Linked DNA regions of Sus scrofa: region 1 is linked to region 2. The links are chromatin contacts, called in public HiChIP or PLAC-seq maps. All regions are on one chromosome and are shown on one strand. The core of a region is the stretch at or near the end of the contact, and the rest is flanking DNA. Distances in the headings are between cores, read along the strand shown.

What was found. HiChIP or PLAC-seq counts read pairs in DNA pulled down with a chosen protein or histone mark.
Region 1: an H3K27ac HiChIP or PLAC-seq map of alveolar macrophages shows a contact between it and region 2. The contact joins the promoter of ANG here to the promoter of ZNF219 in region 2. A contact is called at or near these places in 1 of 5 promoter capture datasets (liver), 7 of 47 Hi-C or Micro-C datasets (embryonic fibroblasts, epiblast stem cells, liver and 3 more) and 2 of 2 datasets of contacts at active chromatin or transcription factors (alveolar macrophages and skeletal muscle).

What each region holds. Positions count from the first base shown.
Region 1 is chr7:78,248,080-78,251,878 of Sscrofa11.1, forward strand. It overlaps ANG (angiogenin), which reads right to left and starts at 2,061. Exons shown (of 1, transcript NM_001044573.2): 1 at 1,597-2,061. The coding sequence starts at 2,041. The coding sequence ends at 1,598.
Region 2 is chr7:78,026,823-78,030,589 of Sscrofa11.1, forward strand. It overlaps ZNF219 (zinc finger protein 219), which reads left to right and starts at 1,738. Exons shown (of 5, transcript XM_021099309.1): 1 at 1,738-2,058. It overlaps TMEM253 (transmembrane protein 253), which reads right to left. Exons shown (of 9, transcript XR_002345950.1): 7 at 2,695-3,746.

The DNA.
Region 1 (3,799 bases), core at 811-3,310, 220 kb after region 2:
TTAGGATTTCAATTCCTCAAATGATTTTCCTGAGATTAAATGACTTGCCTGTGACTCAACATTTCATTTGGAACAACATTTGGTTGTGAAAAAGACCAAGAGCCAAAATACTAGGATTGGCTAGTTCTACCAATTGGCTGGCTACCCAGCAGCTAGTTCCTTCAGCAGGTGGGGAAGCACCCCCAATCCCATTGCCCCAGGAATTCCTGGAAAAGTGTTATTTGTCTGTCCACATTAAGACTTTAAGTAGGCAATAGACTGTATGGAAGCCCCTTTGCCTCATATTAGGGAGATGAGGTTGGAGAACCTGAAAAAAGGATCTAAATAGTCTACCAAACTCTGGGACTTTTTTGCTCCTTAAAGGTTTTTTGATTTTCTAGTAAGACAAATGTTCTAATAAAAGAGGTTTGGGAAACTCTTCTCTCTCTTTAGGAAAGAAATGACGTTATTTTCACTTTTGAAATAAATTAACTCAAGACAGATATTCATGTTCTGAGTGTGAACTCGTAAACTATTTCTCCACCCTTTCCTTCCTCTGTAAATTGAATACTTTCAGCGAGGCTAGGCTCTTTCTGGCACCTGGACACTGGTCTATAACCTAGTTATTGAGGAACCAGGGTTTTTTGGCCTATTTTAGAGCATGTAGGCAGCAGGAGAGACCACCATGGGAAATACTGTGATCGTTATATTCACTCATAAGATGGCAAAACTAGTGATGTATAACTGTAATCTATTAACTACTTTCTAAATAAAATATCCAGGTACCGATTGAGGAAATTAGGTAACAGAAACTTACTCACTGAACTTATGCATATTTTACAGAGACTGTCTGTTAATCCAAGTTTATATTTGCTTGAAAACATATCCAGTAGAAAAAGGATAAAGGATAAGCTTGGAATCTTTCTATGACCTCCTTAAGAACTCTGAGTTGCCGGACATCAACTGATAAAAGATTAAAGAGAAATATGAGAACATCCTGGGAGAATTCCATTCAAAGTATTATCAGATTACTTTCTGCTTAAGGTAAGAGGTAGTTACCCTGAATGGATTTTGGTATTCATGCAGGATTACAAATGTGTGTGTGTATCATTAATTTGTTAGTATTTAGTCCAAAACTCTTCTTCCTAAGGCTGAGCATTTATAAAAGTAATATTGTCTTATTAGGTGACAGTAAAACAATTTGCTCCTCCTAAAAGTTATGCTTAGTGGCCTTGAGCCCTGGAATTTAACAGTTTTACCTTCACAGAAAGGTAAAGTCCCCCTCCCTAATGCCTGATAAGGACCTCACTGATAAGGAAAAAGGCGTTTCTATTCCATCTAACACTCAGGCGGCGGCAGCTGAATAGAGAAAACGTGGAAAGAATGATAGGCCAAGAATCAAAGAAAACTTTGATTCTTACTGCTTTCAGACATGTTTTTATTTATTGAACATATTGTAGAACAGAAAATGAAAGATCAGACACCTTATTTTCTAGACCACTGGCAATGAATCTTGCCACCACTATTCGGTGGAAGGCTGGTGGCGGGGGCTGGAGTAGGCGTGTGGGGGTGTCTGGGGGATCCAAAGCAAGGAAAGAAGAGCAGAGCCAGATCTGGGCTACTGGCTTGTAATGATAAAGGACTCATCAAAGTGGACAGGCAAGCCATTTTCACAGGCAACAGCTATGGTTCTGAACCCTGCTGTGGCCCTGTACCCACATGGAGGCCGGTTGGACCCTCCCTTATGCTTGCAAGTGGTAATTTGGAAAGGAGACTTGCTTCTTCTGAAATTGTTGTAAGGCTCTCCATTCTTATCATTACAGATGGCCTTGATATCATTCCTCGTGCCATGAATAAAGGTGTTGACCTCTTTGCAGGGTCTGGTCAGGCCTCGTTGCTTCATTATGCTTTCACAGTATCTGCCATCCCGGCCCTTTGGTTTGGCATCGTAGTGCTGGGTCAGGAAGTGTGTGTACCTGTCTTCATCCTTAGCCAGGCTCAGCGGGGCCAGACCCAGACCCAGCATGAAGACCAACAGCAGGGGGCCCAGCAATATCACCATCTCTTCCAACAAAGGCTCCTGCCAAGGGCAAAAGGAGAAATGGTAGGGGCACTGAACAGCATGGCCCAAGGCGTCTAAAGGGTCAGGGACTTTTCTCTCTGGCAGAGCATTATGAATCAGGTATCCTCCAGCATCTAAATATATCTTTTTTTTCCTTTCCTCATTAGTCTCATGTGTCTCGTCAATCAATTCTTTCGGAATGTCTATTTACAAGTTTCCTAAACACGACATACAGTCCCAATCACTCTTTTTAGCCCTTAGGGTCACTGAGAATTTACCTATCAGTTGCAGCATTACAAAATCCATTCACATTCTTTAATTCATTTATTAACTAATGTACTTATTTATTTTATTATTTTTAAAATTTTATTTATTTATTTTGCTTTTTAGGGCTGCATCTGTGGCATAAGGAAGTTCCCAGGCTAGGGGTCAAATCAGAGCTGTAGCTGCTGCCCTATGCCACAGCCACAGCAACACCAGATCCGAGCCTCATCTGTGACCTACACCACAGCTCATAGCAATGACGGATCCTTTATCCACTGAGCAAGGCCAGGGATTGAACTCGCATCCTCATGGATCTTAGCTAGGTTTGTTAACCACTGAGTCACAAAGGCAACTCCCTTATTTATTTATTTTTGAAACCAAATTTATGTTTACCAAAGGGGAAATGTGGGGGGAGGGATAAATTAGGGAGTTGAGATGGATATATACACTCTACTATACATAAAATAGACAGGTGACAGGACCTATTGTATGTAGCAGAGGGAAATCCACTCAATACTGTGAAATAACATGTATGGGAAAAGAAACTGAAAAGAAATGGATACATGTATACACATAACTGATTCACCCTACTATATGCCTGAAATTAACACAATTTTGTAAGTCAACTATATTCCAGCAAATCAAAAGAAAAGAAAAGAAAGACATATTGGTCTCTGCCCCCAGTTCCCAGCACAGGGCTTCTGAAACATCTATAAATTCCTAAAGATGAGCGCACTTGGAGCATCTTTGGTTCTAATGAGGCAATTGGTGGGTTCCTGGAGGCTCCTGGATGGGAGCTGGTCACTAGAGAGACCAAACTATTAACTAATTTAATAACAAACTTTACACAAACCCCTACTGGGTACCAGCCACTGTGTGAGGTCCTGGAACCCAAAGACCATTAAGACACACCAAATTCCTCCCTAATAGAGGATGTAGCATCCATGGGGAAGGGATGGGAGCAGCAATTTGTTGAGATGAGACTGAGTTAGATAGGAGGGGAGAGATCTGAAGAAGAGGACTTTTAGAGAAACTTGAACCCAGGGAAGAGGGTAATCAGAGAACAGATTCCACGTATCTATCAATCACTCAGTTAACTGTGAAGAGAACAGTGAGAGCAGTTTCAATCTGCACGAAAGGAAGCAGACCGAAGTCCCCATGAAGTAGGTGGTTCTTGGCCAGAGGTGGAATTATTACATCCTGCTTAGAAAGAACAGGGAGGAGCATGGAAGGGTCCACGTAATGCTGGGGAGTGGGTCCAGGGGCAACTCCTATAGAGGACTGGAGGAAGAGGAATTGAAGCTTATTCTAAGGAGCTTTTTGCCTTGGGAATAATTTGGATAATTCTCAGAGAATATTTTCCAGTTTCCCTTGCATACATGCATAGACTGTTTACAACAGGCAAATGGTATTGCTATGTGATTAAACAAACAAATAAATATAAGGCCTTCCTCAAATCAAAGGCCTTATGATTTGCTGTAATGATTTCTTAAC
Region 2 (3,767 bases), core at 488-2,987:
ATCTCTGATCTTCCAACTTATCATCTGATTCTCCTTTGCTTACATATTCCTCCTACCCTGAAGGTGTTACTACCAAAAACTGCCAAATAAACCCTGGGGGGCAAAATACCCTCTCCCTGATAACCAATATGAGAACCTAATGTTAAATCTCTTCAAGATTTGAATTTTAGAAGCCTTGAGGGCCAACGAGAACTGCACATCCAAAACCTGAATTTATAGCTTATTTTTGTATAATGAGAGACAATAACTGAAGGACCATAGGCCGAATCTGTTGATTTTTAAAATTGTAATCATCAACATTTTATTTTATTTACTTTTTTTTTTTTTTTTTTTTTTAGAGCTGCACCTCCGACATATGCAAGTTCCCAGGCTAGGAGTCAACAATTGGAGCTGCAGCTGCCAACCTATACCACAGCCACGTGAGATCCAAGCCGCATTTTTGACCTATACCACAGCTCAAGGCAACGATGGATCCTTAACCCAATGAACAAAAAGGCCAGAGATCGAACCCACATCCTCATGGATATCAGTCAGGTTCATATACAAAAGGAACTGCCTCAGCATTTTAAAATCAGATGATTCACATTTAAAAAGTCAGAATTTCTGACCTTTATAGGAAAATTGGAACAATGGCAATACCAAGCCCCCAGTCCCACATGGGAATAATTGGGTAGAATTGGGTTAAAGTCTTTAAATAGAATGTGGGCTCCTCTAGTTTTCCATAGTTCCTATGACTCCCTATTAACTCATACCTAATCTGCTTCACTCCTCTTCCCTATCGGAAAAACCTCCAAAGTGTTTAACAGTTTTAAAGTTTTTTTTTTTTTTTCATGTGTAATTTTATTTGAGCCTTGGTCCTCCAGTTAGGTTGAGGGTAAATACTATAACCTCCATTTAAGCAAAATGTAGTTCATAGAGGTCTGACTTGCCCAAACTTACACATCAAATTTCCTGTCTCCCAGTCTTACCATTATCCTGGGGGAGGGGGGGGGAGTTTCTATTGAGAACTTCATTTAGTGGAACAAAACCAAAGAACAAAACCAAAGTAGATATGCGCATAACTGCTGGAACAGATGAATACCAACTGCTAAGCTGTTCAACAAATCACTGCAAATGGCTACCTCCTCTTCCTTTAATGAAGTATTTCTGCTTCCCTTCCCCTTCCAGGCATATGTAAAGATTGCCCTTCTGGCCATCTTGAAGTTGGATATGGCTATATGGCTTGCTTTGGCCAATGAAGTGTGAGCAGAAGTGATATGTATCCCTCTGAGGCAGAAACATTTAAAAGTCTATGAACAATTCTTCATGCTTACTTCACAACTGGGCAAGCTGGTGGTGGTGAGGGGTATTAGTCTCATGGTGTCATGGTAGGATCTCAAAATGGTAGTGCTCCATGGGCTTGGGTACCTGCGTAACTTACAATGTTCAGAGTACCCTGCCAGACTCCCTAAACCTTTGGGGCTTTAGGTTTCAGGGCACTGAAATTTTGGCATTGTTACCACATCATAATCTCACCAAACCTGACTGATATAAGGTTCATCTGCATGGTGACTGAATTCTCCAAGAAGTAAAATGCAACTCCTAGACATCTGATTATATCACTAAAAGCTGCTGCTTCTATTTGGAATGAATTGCTGATTTTTACCCTCAGCTTCCTCATCTACTATCACCTTCTGAGTTTTAAGAAAATTATTTTGAGTCCTTCACACATGAGCTCTCCATTATTCTAGATTGGGAGGAGGCGGCGAAGGGGGAGGCCCAGATCTTGTTTTCTCCATTTCAGAACCTAATCCCAGAACTGTCCCCACCCACAAATACTCACACAATCTTGTCATAGGGCGACTATTACCACTCCCAAGGTGTCACAAACAGAAAGGAGCTGCCCCTGGCGCCACTGCAATGTCAGGGCAAGGCAGCCAGGCTGCGCTCTTTCCTTACTGGTGCTTGGGCTTGGCTAAGCCCGGAGAAGCAGCATTCTCTAGGGAAAGAAGCCTTCTCAAGTGGGAACAAAAATGAGTGTGAGGCGCACACCCATCCTGGGCACTTTGTGAATTTGGGGTGAGTTCTCATAGTAATGCAGCTCTGGTCAACTTCTAGTTTCTCTAGCGGCTAGTAAGCTGTCGGGCTGGTACAACTGGGTGCTCCCAGTTTTCCTGGGCTTTTCTCAAGCCCACCTGAGCTCGTCATCTTTGCACATTTGCAAAGGTCATAAACGGTGGGGGTTGAGCGCAACCAGAGCTTCAGCAACCGCACCTCAGCAGCCGGGATCGAAGGTCGGCGGGGCTGCTGAGAGGCTGAGCCTGCGCAGTCCCGCTCCCGCCTTGGAGAGAAAGGGTGGCGGCGACGCGGGCTCGTTACACCGGCGTGCTCGCAAGAGGCGGGAAAGCCTTAGGTCGGGTCGCCGTGTCCCTCCTCTTCCTGCCCCATCCACCCGTCTGGCCAGCCCGTCCTCCTCAGGCGCCTAGGCCCGGGGGGAGGGGGATGAAAAGGGCCCTGGGCTTCTGACTCATCATCTCCAACCCCTTTCTCGCGCGCGCTCCAAGTCTCAGGACTTTGAACCTGGGCACTGTGGGAGGGGGCACGGCGACAACATCTGTGGAAACCCCAGCTCTGCTGAGGGCCAGCCCTCCGCCCCTGCCCGTCTCCGAAGCTGTCAGAGGGAGGACTGTGGACCCACAGTCAACTCTCAGTTACCGAGATTGGGGTGGTGGCGGCCCCTCTCAGAATAGCCCGCCCGGCTCCTCCCTGCACACGGGGCCAGTGGTCGCGTCCGAGGAAACTCTCGGCTAGGCCCTGACTTCCAGCGCTTGGCGTCACTCAGCAGATGCACAGCGCCCCCACCGCGGAGGAAAGGCTCTTTATTTCCCAGCAGGCCACGGGGCAGCGGGGCATCCTGGGACTTGTAGTCTCCGCTAGAGTAGAAAGGAACCGCCTCTGACTGAGAACTAAAGCACGAGTGAATTGACTTCAGAGAGTAGGCGTGTACGGAAACCCGGGTTTGGAGTGGTTGGGACTGTGAAAGTTGGAAATCTTGGAAATAGTGAGATGAGGCAAATGTGAAGCTGTACTGGGAGGCAGTGGGAAGGAAAGAAAAGTTGGAAGGAGGGTAAGGACAGATGGGAGGAAATCAGTCTAGCTGATAGCTGTTTAAGGATATCTTGCAGGCGGGCAGATTTTTAGGGTAGTGAGGTGATGGAAGACTTGGTCTGGGTATTGCTGTCTCCAGAAGGGAAGGGAAAAGAATGGGGCCCTGGTCTGACTGAAAATTGAAGGCACTCCACCAAACGTCTTGTAGGTCTTTTTTTTTTTTTTTTTAAGGGCCGCACCAGCAGCATATGTAAGTTCCCAGGCTAGGGGTAGAATCGGAGCTACAGCTGCGGTCCTAGGCCACAGCCACAGCAACGTGGGATCCCAGCCACATACGGGCCTACATCACAGTTTATGGCAACACCAGATCCTTAACCCACTGAGAAAGGCCAGGGATCAAACCTGCATCCTCGTGGATCCTAATTGGGTTCGTTAACTGCTGAGCCACCAAGGGAACTCCTTTTTAAGTCTTAAGGGACTCCATCTAGTTTGAGTTCTGTGGGGATGGGGTGCAGGAGTGTCTGGAGAACGCTTCTGTAGGGTAGGAGAGCAGCACCTGTACTCTTCCCCTTGCCAGTTCACTCATTCGTTCTGTTTGCTGTGCTAGTCACGGTGGGACCATTCTCCAAATCAGGAACTTCCTCCAACTCTGAGAGACCCTGAAAACCAGACAAGTGTGA